Linked DNA regions of Gossypium hirsutum: region 1 is linked to region 2. Evidence: chromatin contacts called from public Hi-C data. All regions are on one chromosome and are shown on one strand. The core of a region is the stretch at or near the end of the contact, and the rest is flanking DNA. Distances in the headings are between cores, read along the strand shown. Region 1 has its middle 28 kb from the start of LOC121215905. Region 2 holds the start of LOC107899568 (BAG family molecular chaperone regulator 4).

Region 1 (7,008 bases), core at 397-2,896, 41 kb after region 2:
GCAGTTAAATTTGTTTGATTATATTATGCAATTAGTCATGTATTATGTGAAAATTTGTAGATTTAGTCCATGTTCTCCAATTGGATCATTCTCAGTCCCTATGCTTCTCAAATTTTGATATTTTAGTTTAATATAAACGACAATCATTAAATCCATTAATTAATTTTTTTTGTAAGTAATTTGTGGAAATAGCAAGTTGATATCGCATTACACATGCAATAATAAGTTTTCCACGTCAAATTTTGAAGATAGTAAAACTTAATGAATTTAATAATTGTCTGTTAACTAGTGAGATTAACAAGGAGGAAGAGACGGTGGTTGTAGTGGTGGTTCACCCGTAGTTGGAGCGAAGAGCCAATGGAAGAAGAGTTAGGTAAGGTTGCCTGAGGAGGTAGGTTAGATAAGGAAAATATGAGGAGGAAGGAGAAGTAGTTTTCTGTGTCTTAGTCCCCGTCTCAGGTGTTGTAGTGAGCTTATATATGGAGGACAAAGAAGTCCACACGTCTTGAGTCTTACTAACAATAGAGTTATACATTGTTCCTATGTAGTGGTGACAACTAGATAATCAATGATTTTGATCCCCACGGGGTGCTAAGCAAGGGCAATCTTATGAAGGTTCGCCAGTCTATTGTGGTGCAAGGTTTGCCAAGCTCGCCTGGTTATAGTTTCGCTCAATGTGGACACGTTAGCCTGTGATTTGTCCATTGATGACAAGTGGAGAAAGTATAACAATGTCATTTTTTGTCAAGACTTAAATTTAAAAATTGTAAAATTACAATGACTGAAAATGACCAAATTGTAAAGACTAAATTCACAACTTATACATAGTATAAGGATTAATTTCATAATTTAATCTAAGAAAACATGCCAATACTAAAATACACCAAAGCCAATAGAAAAAGAATACGTTTACCGACTGACCACCTTAAATAGGTGAAAACACCTAAATAAGCGTAGTTAAACACGCAAATTAGAGAGGGAAGTGAGGGGTAGGGACAGGGACAAGGGAGACCATCCCTTGCGGCGTCTCATTCGGCCGCCTCACGCTTGGCATTGTCCACCATTTCCACATTATCCCAACCCAATTCTAAAATCTACCAAACGTGTTTGCAAGCAAGCTTCTCTCTCTGACACGCAAATTCTTTTTATAATTAATTTATCATTAATGTTATTTTATAGTTCATTAATATCAATCAATTTAAACTTCGGTGGCATGTTATCTACAATGTTTAAATCTAAATTTTTTCTTTGAAAATATGTGTATTGGCAATGGCAAAGTCACAGGATTGGCAGGGCCTCGGTCTCCCCTAAAATAATTTTTTTTATTTAAGTTACTTTATAATTTATAAAATTTTAAATTAATAATAGTAAAATTATACTTTAATCTCTAAAAATAATAAAAATTAATTTAATTTTTTTAAAAATATAAAAATATAAACCATTAAAATGATGAAATTATATTTCACTATGGTAAAAATATGTAATTTAATTTTCATTTTAAAAAAATTTCTAACTTTAACCCTATATATTAATACTGCACCCAATATTTATTAGTTAGATAAACAAATTTTAACCACTACGGATTAAACCAATCTATCTATCTAACCACCTTTTCTGTCTTTTATTTATTTATTTAAAATCCTATATATGTCCCCAAACATACAGTACTGGTCCACCATTGAATAAATTATTCAGTCCTCATATGGCTAGTCCTCCTTTGTTATCATCTTACATGGAAGCCCCCATTGATCCTCAACAAGACGATCACCTCCTTCTTTCTCCTGATAGAAACTTCGCTTTGCATGGTGAGATCATGATGTTTGTTTTTCTCCTACTCTTTGCTGCCTTCCTTTCATTTCTGCTCTTCGTCTTCTACAAGAAACGCTGCGGCTGTAGTGATAATGCTAATCGGCAAGATTTTTATTCATCGGAGCCAGTGTCGCTGAATAAACTCTCCTATGTCCAGCCGAAGACCCAGTTTCCAAAGCAGTAGATGAATCAAGCTGTGTAGCCAATGCAATATATAGTATCTCTAGGCCTCTCTCAAAACTTGGGTGCTTCATTGCGGTAAGGTAAACTAGCTTAGAGGCATGGCCGTCGGGTTAGCAAGAGGCCATGGACTAGATATTCTTGTATGCAGTAGTGTAAGAAGTGCCAAATGAACGGCCACCACGAGATCTGATTGCATCCCTAGATTTTTCTTTTCGAAAATTTGGATATTATGGGTTTGTGAGTGGAGTAACTGTAGTTAGTATTTGAAGAATTGCAAATACATCTATTTTTGCGCTTCTGTTCATTGCCGTCTTCCTTCTAACAAAGTTTTATTGTTGTCATTTTCGCTCTTCAATGATGAAAAATAAAAGCTGCTACCATGGTTGTAAATTTCTGACCACACTAATCAGTGCAATTGGTTGATTAAAGATTTGTCAGTTCGATAGTCAAAATTAAAAATTCATTAAGTATTAATTAATTATTTTTATTATTCACAAATTTTAATAATTTTTTAATATTCGAAACAGGGCTAATCATATAAGTCAAGAAAAAAAAAGGTTATCGGTTAGATAGGTTTTTTTTTTTAATTTAGGAAAATATCCCGATTTTGCTGCACCGATGACAGGAAAGCATGCCTAGTTGAACATACTTTCCCTTTAATATAATTAGTTTCTTTGGCAAGATGATTAAAGGTTAGCATTTTTGTCTTTGAATTCCGAGTTCGATTCCTCTCCCACACACATTTGTATATTTTATTTCATGTTGTTTTAAGCTTTTTATTATTTTTAATTAATTTTTTTAATATATTAGTTCCCTTGGTTAAATGGTTAAATAATAATGATTTTATCCTTGAGTCTCAAGTTTAATTCCTCCTCTTCCAAACACATTTGTAATTTTTATTCCATATTGTTTCAAGCTTTTTTTATTTTTAATTAATAATTATATTATTTTCAAATTTTTTATTTTTATTTCAATTTTTTAATTAATATCTATTTTATTCATAAAATCAGATAATAAAAATATAATTATATAATAAAAATATAAATTTTACATATATCATTATGTTAAAAATATTTGAAATTAATAACTCATTTACATATAATATAAACATCGGCTAATTTTTTTGATATATTTTTCTTTATAATATTTATATGTCAAATATTTATTTCCTCCACGTATATTGTGGGTATGGTGATTTCTAATATTATAAAATAAAATTATTATTTCAAATATAATTATTATTTTTATATAAAAAATATTTCAAATATCATTTTTTTCATCTACACTGTGGGTATGATATTTCAAATATTTTTATATGTTAAATATTTTAATTAATTATGTCAAATATCATTATGTTTATATGTGAAATATTTTAAATACACATACAAAAATATACAATACTAAAATTTACTACACTCATAATATGGATTGAAAAATAAATATTACACATATAAAAATTATATTTACTAAAAATAATTATGTTTGTTATAATTATTTGATTTTATGAATAAAAGAGATATTAATTAAAAAGATGAATTAAAAATAAAAAATTTGAAAACAAAATATTTATTTCTTAAAAATAATAATAATAAAGCTTGAAATAGAAAATTATAAATGTGTTTAGAAGAGGATGAATTGAACTTAAGACTCAATGATAAAATCATTATTATTTAATCAAGGGAGTCAATATGTTAAAAATATTATAAATGTGAGTGGGAGAGGAACCTGACTCGAGACTCAAGGACAAAATCACTAACATTTAACCATCTAATCAAAGAAATTGATTATATTAAAAAAAAGTCAAAAAATGTGATTTAAAGGGAAAGTTTGTCCCGTTGGATGAGCTTTCTTGCCACCTATAACAAAAGCGCGACCAGCTGGACGCGCTTTCACACTCTTTCTCCAAAATCAACTTATTTCCTTAAATTTTCAAAAATAAAAAAAGGCCTATTTGGCCAATAAACTTTTTTTTTGGCATATATGACTAATTTAGCCTTGAAAACGCCTCTAATGAATAAATAGTTATGTCCAACTTCAAATGAATATGGTCATTTTTTTGTCCAGGTTCATTCTAGACATGTATGTTTAGTAATTTCTTTGCATTTTTAGGATTTTTCAAAAAAATATTTTTTTTCAATTTTTAATAATTTGTATAATATTCTAAACCACATCAAGAATAAACTTGAACAAATGATTATAGTTCAAATGAATCTGGACATCTTTTTGGCTAGCTTGGACATGTATTTTTAGTGCTTTTTTAAAGATTTTTTTTACGTTTTTTAATTTTTAATAATTTCTAATTTTTTAATAGTTTTATAATATTTGAAATCACACCTAGATTAAACTTAGACAAATATTTATCCAAGCACATTCTAAACATAAATGTTTTAACATTTTTGATATTTTTTATTTTGAAGTATATGTTAATGTGGCATGCGAGATTAACATACTTGTCCATATGATATGCCATGTGTTAGTTTTTCTTCGCTACCACCAACCAAATCAAAGTTCATTAACGATCAAATTAATCAATAATTGAAACCTTTAATAAAAAGGCCTAATTAATTTCTTTTCACAATAAAAGCTTAATTGGGTGCATTTTTTTATCATGAGATTTTTTTTGAAATTTTTGTATTCAGACTTTTTGCCCTATTTATTTGTAATGTACCTTTTGTGTGATTTAATGAGCAATTAAAAGGGATAGTGACACATTGTTCACTTTTTAGAAAGGGATAAGCAACATTTAATCTCTAAATTTGACCATTTTTTTAATTTGGTTTTTGAATTTAATAACTTTTCCTAATTTAGTCCACAAACTTAGATTTCATTAAAACATGATGATACTCTGAAATTGTGTCATGTCATCACTTGAAAATATAAAAAATATATATATAAAATCTTAAAACATTCAAAAAAATATATTTTTTAAAAAAGTTATGTGATGATCTAACACGGTTTTAAAATGTAATATCATCATATCTTTGGAAAACCGAAGTATAGGTATTAAATTGAAAAAAAAAAGTTGATAAGTTCTAAAACCAATGTGAACCCAAAAAATTTTAGGAGATAAGGTGGAAAAAGTTGTAAAGTCCATGGGTTGAATCCACTTTTATCTCTTTCAAAAAATAAAAAGTAGAAAAATGAAAACTATCTTAATAATTGGACTAAGTGCATAAATAAGCCCATGAGGGTCAGGCAATGCCTATCCATTTAAAACTTAATAATTCAATTTTTAATTTATCCTCTTAAAATCTTCTAATTATATCTCAAGTCTTTCCACTATAGAATTTAAGTTCTTTTAGTTAATGAAGTCTTGTTTTGAATTTATTTAAATTAGGCGTAATTCATGACTTGGCTCTTATAGTATATCTATTTTTTTTATTTTGGTACCTAAAGTATCAATTTCCTCTTTTTTTCGTCTATTTTGTAACGGCCATTATAAAAAATCCGTTAGGCAACTTTGACCAATGGAACACATGACGTGTCTTCACCAATGAAAAAATATCACGTGACAATTAGGTTTATTTAAAACAAAAATATCACGTGACACTTTTGATATTAATTTTTATAATATTTTTAAAATTTTATGTATTATTTTGACTTTTTAAAATTTATAATTATATATTTCAGAATTTTATAAATTTTTTTTAAATTTATATATATTATATATGATATTTTACATTTTTAATCAATATAATATATAATATTAAAAAAATTAAAGAGACATGTGGTGTGTTCTAATAGAGCCATGTTGTTGGTCAACAGTCAATCAATGTCAATCAATGCTGGATCAACGATTGATCAAAGTCAAAAGTGTTTTTTAATATTTAAATATTTAAATATAATATTTTTTAAAATAAACCTAATTGCGACGTGACATTTTTTCATTAACCAAAACACACAACGTGGCGCTTTTCCATTGGCCAAAGTTGTCTAATAGATTTAGCCAAATTTTATCAAGACAAAAATTCTACAATCAAATATCACAGTATAAGCAATAATTTAAATCTACTCTAATTCAAATTTCAAATAATTGCAAGTATACTTAGCATTACCCTAAAAAAAAAATAAAAACAACCGTTCCTACTAAATCACTGAAATGTGAATAACAAAGCACTCAAAACAATCCCTTAATGGACATAAATTATATTATCTTAATGTTCTACCCATCCCACGAAATAAAGTTGTTATAAATAGGCTACAAAAGTTTGGCAAAATCGATATCTACATGTGCAAGAGATAAGTGCGATGATTCTTCAATTTATCTCTTTAATTTTTTATATCAACAATCAAGTTGATAAATTGTCATTAGATTAGTTTTTTGAAATAGTAATCTCTTATCAACCAAAAAAGTTTTAATAATGTGAGATTATGCTTGTCAAAATTTACTAACTTGTACTACTACAAGTCTTTCTTATTTTGTATTTGTAACACTCTAATCTCGAATACGGAGTACTTGACTATTAAGGCACTACATCAGGTCACCGGAGCAACCCAGTAAAATTTTCAAATAATTTAAAACATTGAAATACATTTTATATAAGAGAAAATACCATACATAGTTGTAATGCCGAATTTCTGCCCGGGGCCCAAATAACAAAACAAAAATAAACCCAAAAATAAAAAGTCCATTTACAAACAAGCCCAAACAGCCCACAAAACTAAAAAAATTTTGCAGCAAAAAAAACCTAGCAGGAGCCTTCAGCGCCTCAAGCCCCTGCCCAAAGCCATCAAGCCGCAATCAACCTCTGGCCTCGCATGCACGCCACTGCCACTCGCACGAGCCTCCGTACACACAAGTCCATTACTTCGTACAAAACCTGCAAAGGACAAAAACAAGCAACGCAACAGAAGCAGAAAAAAGAAAAAGAAAATAAGAAAAAACAAAATTACATTTTTTTTGTTTTGTAATTTTCATTTTAGGGTCCGTTTGATTGCCAGTAAAATGTTTTCCGTAAAATGATTTCTGGAAAATGTTTTACTTTTCTGTAAAATGATTTACTAAAAAATATTTTC
Region 2 (6,380 bases), core at 2,307-4,806:
TTGTTCCTACATTTTTGTTATTGTTCGTTGGTCAATGGTCGATTGTCCTTTTGTTTTCTGTCTAATTGGATGCTTAAATCGGGTAGGTTTTGTTTATTAGGATTAAGGAAAGATTTGTTTCTGTTTCTTGTACATTGTTTTAATTGAAATTCTTATAGTTTAGTTTGTATGTGGAGTTGAGTTTTCAGAACGATTTTGTGGAGGCAAATCGGTCAATTCTTGGTGCTTGAGATCTCGATTATCAGGTGTGTTTCTGAACTATTAGTGGCCATATGACCACTGTTTGGGATTTTATCGCTTTCCACACGGGCGTGTGCCTTAGACACACGGTCGTGTTCCTCAACCACATGGGCGTGTGAGTTAGCCACGTTATTGTGTCTACTCTGCTTCTTAAATTTTGTACAAGTGTACAATGAGTTACACGGGCTGGCCACACGACCATGTAACTCTGTCACATGGGCGTGTGTCTCAGCCACACGGCCATGTGCCTTTGCCACACGGCCATGTGTCACTCTCCGCACGACCTTGTAGACCCTCATACAGTTTGGACACTTCCACACAGCCGTGTGGCTGTGTTTTGCAAATTTTGTTCTTTGTTGAAAAATTGACTCGTTTTAGTTTCTGTGTAATCCGACCCTCATTAAAGCTTCTGTAATTGTATTTAGGACTCCGTTACAGCTTGGATTCATGTATGTATGTGTTCTCATGGGTGTTAGGTTTAGTTGGTCGAAAGGAAAGTATTGATGTGATGTGATATGATGAATGAGCTTGAGTTATTTTCTTGTCATCGCTACTTAATAAATGTATACTAGTATTATTGATTCTGAATTTGTTCGACTAAATATGAACCACTGCTTCTGTGAGTTTGTTAGTGATTTGGGTGCATTCCTACATTTGCATAAAAATCTGAGATTTTGGTTGTGAAGAGAAGGAAGACTGATTTGGTAGTTTAACTACAATATTTCTGTACAGCAGTTTACCGCGTAAAATTATGCAAATGTCAACTTAGCTGCACATTTTAATTCGAGAGGATTAGTTCCACATTTGTGGTGTGTAGGGTGGATGGGCTTTCTATAGCCTGAATGTGGTGTGCAGGGTGGACGAAGTGGTGTTCTGATGGTTAGGGGGGTTTCTAATTTGTTGCATTCATTTTCATATTTGAGTATAAGTCTGTCTGCAAGGATGGTAGCATAACTACATAGTAATTTGAGTAGTCCGACGTGATTAGGTAATTGGTGTTTTAAGAATAATATCATCATGTCATGTTTGGCAATGACACTGTTTGTATGCCTGATTACCGAATTGAGATTTTCATACTTTAACTCCAAGATCCCTTTTTAAGTATCTATTTTGGTACTCCGTCGTTTGCCTTCATTTCTATTTTGGTCTCACATTAAGCTCGTGTAGCTCATCCCCCTTAGTTTCCTATTTTTTCGGGTTAACTTGGAGTTTGGAGCTTGGATTTGGTAAACCGATGGTCTCGGAATTTAAAGAGTTTGGTTTGTTTTTAATGAAGTTTCTTAAAATTCAGCTTATTATTTTCAATTGATTTGTAAGTAAGATTATATAAACTGTGGCAGAGGTTTTGTTCTTTAAATTTCTCGTTGGATTTTGTGTTTTGGGTTTTGAACAAATTTTTCTGAAAACTTCATGCATGGTTTTTAATTAGTCTTTTTGCAACTATTCTAAAGCTCACACGATTGTCGAGAAATGACCTAAGGTTTTCTGTCAAAAAGTAAACAACATGTTTTCTGCTGCATCACTGGTTATGGATTTTGGTTGACGTCAGTTAAACACTATTTGCAAAGCATAGGTTTAGTTTTATTAAATTTAGTTAAGCATACAAAGGGATTGACTATTGAAGAGGATTTTGGAATTCAATAATGTGACCTCCGAGATTCGGCCGAAATTTCTAGGCCAGGTTTTGAGTTTAGGCCGAGTTTTGGGGTGTTACAATAAAAAATATATAAAAAAAATTATAATTAAATATTTTTAACAAAAAAATATGAAAAATCAAGATTCATCCTTTCATTTCTCATCATCAAAATTCATTTGGTAATTGTTCTTCATCAAATTCATCTCTTCATTTTCATAATCAAAGCCTTTTTCTTTTTTCTGTTTAAATTTTAAAAAGAAAAATTTTAGTTATTAGTTGATAATAAAGGAAAAGTAGTGTTGTGAAGTGGTGTGAAATGGAAATCGAATACCTCCTCAGCCCCTATAAGATGGAAATATAGAAACCCAATAATTTCATTAACTAATAAAATGTTTTCAATTAAAAAGAAGAGGGTTCATTTTCATCTGTTGTTCATGGTGTAGTAATACTTTGCAAACAAATGGCTCTAACGCAGAGCACCCAAGAGCAAGTCAAAAACCAGCTCCACCAATATCTGTTCAAATGAAAAACATATATTAATTAGGACCGACTTTCCCTTGAGTGGGTCATTCATGTAAATGAGAGTTTGCCCCTTTTTCTTTTCTTATGTAACAATCACGTGAAGGATATTTTACCAAAAATAAAAGCTTTTCAGTTTCGTCCAACTTGAGAAAATAAAAAGGAGATTTTAGTAGAGGAGAGAAAAGAAAAAGGAAGAGTTAGGGTGAGTTTGAATGGACAGTGCATTTACCTGCTATTAGTGTAAAAATAGAGGTGGCGGTGAGATCAGATACTGTAACGTGTGATAAAAATAAGCTAAATACATCGCACCACACCCCACCATCCATCCAAACCCACCCTTAGACAGGAATATCTGTCGAATGAGTGATTACGGCGGTGCAACACTTTGATCTAGTTGTTTACTTAAATGCTGTGGAAAAGAGAGTGAGATAATAAAAGAAGTATTTGTTTATTTGCATTTAAATATTTTTTAATTTCGAATTTTTTTCAATATGTATAGTAAAATAAAAAAGCGTGCCCCTTAATTTTTATGAAATACAAAATGTTCATTGAATGATAACTCGAATTTTCAAAGAATATTTGTACATTCTCTCTAGCTCAAACAAGTGAATTGAGATTTTATTTGTATTTTTCTGGATAGGCTAATAAATAAAAAGAAATAAAAGACAATACATCATTGAGATTCTCAATTTTTGAAGAGACTTTTTTCTTTTATTTATTTCAAATGAGTGAGGACAATAGGATGAATAACAAGAATTATGTGTTGTGAACTTTATATTATGCACCTCACTTAGATGCACTTTAGTTAGTTGCATAGAAGGGAATGAAAAAACAAAATATGAAAGATAATATAAAGAAAAAAAATTGAAAGGGGATTGGGTTCTATTTATATGGTAGTTGAGATGAGTCTTGGTTATTTTTATCCTTAAACTCCGATATTTTGTTAGCTTTTCAATCAACTATTTTAATGTTTTAATTAAATAGGCAAAACATTTTTTGTTTTTAAGGTCGATTTATAACTGGACTAAAAACCATAATATTTGGATATTTTAGGCACTTAATGGAATAAAAAATTAAAATATTAAAAAAAATTGTGTATACTTTAAAAGTCAAATGGATTTTAAATAGATATTAGATGGAATTTTCCAAGGATACGTTGGATGTATTGGGCAGATCAAACAAGATTCTGAGGTGAGGCCTTCAATTATAATTTTTAATTGTATTACCATCGAGTTGGTTCCTCTCGTCTTATTGGGTAAATCAATATATAAAAATGAAAAATCCCAACGCCAAAAGCGAGGAATCCGATTGGGAGGTGAGGCCAGGTGGCATGCTGGTCCAGCTATGAGACCACCACAAAGAAGAAGAAGAAGAAGAAGAAGAAGACGACAATCATACTCATCACAACCACAATCACGAAACCGCTGCTGCATCTTCTGGTGGGCCCATGATCAACAGCGACCCTGCCCATAGCCCAGCCCAGCTCTCCTCCCATTCTTCTTTTGGTAATTTCCTTGTACCTTCTTATTTCTTTACAGCTGCAAATACAACAAACACAAAGATTTTCTTTTTGGGATAATTGATATTATTGGGTTTTTCTTTTGGTAGAAATATTATTGGTTTCATCATGCATTGGTGTGTTAATTGTTCTTGCTGGCGCTAATTTTAGCTTTTTGTTGTGGATAAAGAATGAAGAGTAGTTAGGATTTTTGTCGTCTGTTTATGCCTTTCATATGGGCTTGCTTCTTCCACTCCCAAGGCATCTTCTAGTAATTATTCTGTTACATTCCTAAATTTTCAATCATTTTCTGAAATTTCGTTTATTATGTTCCTAATTGGTTCTTAATCTTGTGTGAATTTAAAAAAAAAATTAGTTAATCAGGTTTGATCTTTTTATAAAATTGATCTGTATATTGCAAATTTTTAACATGTAGATTGTTATGTTTTGGTCACAAAATTTTTTAAAGCTGTATTTTCCCTGTTGTGAACTGTAATCTACTGTGCTAGACAATCCAGCAAGCAAAGAGAAAATGACTAATACCAAAGATAATAAGGTTGAAGAGGTAAAGGAAAGTGAAGAAATATCTAAAGCCTTTGCAGCGGTTGCCGGAGTCCGAAAAGAAGTAGACAAGCTCTCTGAAAGAGTGAGTTTCTCTGCTTGTTTCTTATATTTACTGGTATTGAATCTTGAAATTGAATTATCTGTCTCTGTTGTATTGCTTTATTTGTATAGGTTGTTGCATTAGAAGTGGCTGTGAACAGTGGGACAAAGGTTACCGACGAGGAATTTGTTGTACCGGCGGAGTTACTTATGAGAGAGTTGCTGAAATTGGATGGGATCGGGGCTGAAGGAGAAGCGAGGTTACAGCGGAAGGCTGAGGTTTGTATTGTAGGCTTTGGTGTTTACTAAAATCTGATTGTGGATAACTTTTGCATGGTGCGTCAATTGTGATATAAATATGTCTTAAACAATGGCTAGGAAGGTTTGAATTTAAACTGAGTTTTTGAGATTGATATATTATTGTCCTTTAGGGACATCGCTAGTTAGTCCTTAAGTTTTGCATTTTGATACCAATCAAGAGCTATGCTACATGAGAAGTATAGGACTAGTGCTGTTTAATATTCATTTGAATCGCATAGTCAATGGAATATATCCTGTCCCGGGTTCCTTGTGGCCTTCTTGTTTGGGAATGCTGTGTGTGGTCTCGATGTTTGCACCTCTTGTAAGTAGGATACTTACAAGCACTAGCAGTCCATTACAGATTCCCCTCCTTGAAGGATGGTTTGTGCTAAAATCGTGTTCTCAATGTACTCTTTCTGCTGAAAGAGGAAAGGATTTTATACAGTTTGTAGATTAGGAAATGTGGAGTGGGATAATGTTTCAAGCTTTTGAAAATTGCAATTTCTGTATCTAGCCAAGGAATTAATGTAGATGATGTTGTATGCTGTTTTATCAACTAATTACTCCCTTTGATCAGGTACGTCGCATCCAGAAGTACCACGAGACACTCGACAAATTAAACACAATAAATTCCAATCCTTTTAGCGACAAACACAAAGCTGTGTCGGTGACAACGAATTGGGAGACATTCGACTCGTAGATGGGAAGCTTAACTGCTCCTCCACCTATGTCATCTTCAACAAACACGACACAGGATTGGGAACGGTTTGATTAGTGAATATTTGCTCTGGAATCGGAAGCTTGATTGTGACTCTACATATGCAATCTCAGATTTTGATTAGTTAATATTTGCCTCATTCTTGTGGAACATAATATATAAATCATCCAGGGTTCATTTGTAATGGTTCTGGGGCTACATTTAATTTTCAAGCCAAGGGGGATTATCTTCTGCTTGAAAGACAACTTGATTCTTATGGATTCAGATGTAATGCAATACCTTAATGGTAGAAAGCATTGTCGCTCTGCCAGGTTTTTGGACTCGGCTCTTGCTTTTGCTTACAGCTTGCACGTACAAGTTAAATCTTAGGCAACTTAGATATCAATATGTCTCTAGGAAGTATGGATCTCTTAACATAAAAGGTGTAAGAATTGGGATGGAGGTCGAATTAACAAAATAAAACTATTCAAAAAAAATCTTAAAAAGAAAATAAACACAAATAATTAATAATAGAAACATAAATATTCATTTTATAAACTATAAAAACATCAGCATTGTTGGCGCAAAACTCAGACAGACCACAGAGACAATGGTCTACGCTCTTAAAATTCAAGAAACCAGGCTGAAGCTAGGGGACGCAATCTCACACCAGGAAAAATCGTATTTACAGCAAATTTGTTTACGTTCACATGCATGCAGCTACAAACTAATGGTCACACCTCTCGCACCATCAACGAAACGTGAGGGTGCTGTCACCTCTGAGTACGAAGACGTATGCCAACCGTGCTTTGTTGGGTCATATTTTTCTCCATCACCCCAAAGGGCATATGCTTCTTCTCCATGAACGGCGTCATCTCCGATTT

The links. Hi-C and Micro-C count contacts between places; a contact is called where the count stands out from the background.
Region 1: a contact with region 2 is called in a Hi-C map of petal, with 1.8 times the contacts expected there. The contact joins the enhancer-like site here to the promoter of LOC107899568 in region 2. A contact is called at or near these places in 13 of 34 Hi-C or Micro-C datasets (callus, fibers, leaf and 1 more).

The regions. Positions count from the first base shown.
Region 1 is chrD04:49,153,470-49,160,477 of Gossypium_hirsutum_v2.1, forward strand. No RefSeq gene overlaps it. Among protein-coding and RNA genes, the nearest start is that of LOC121215905, 28 kb to the right of the region's middle. Within about 2 kb of position 1,647, at least 8 of the 9 cell types and tissues checked have an H3K27ac peak or open chromatin away from gene starts, as enhancers often do. A contact at or near this core is called in fibers and leaf, where this site is marked.
Region 2 is chrD04:49,110,857-49,117,236 of Gossypium_hirsutum_v2.1, forward strand. It overlaps LOC107899568 (BAG family molecular chaperone regulator 4), which reads left to right and starts at 3,557. Exons shown (of 4, transcript XM_016825322.2): 1 at 3,557-3,903; 2 at 4,406-4,542; 3 at 4,632-4,778; 4 at 5,377-5,837. The coding sequence starts at 3,846. The coding sequence ends at 5,499. It also overlaps the pseudogene LOC107899567.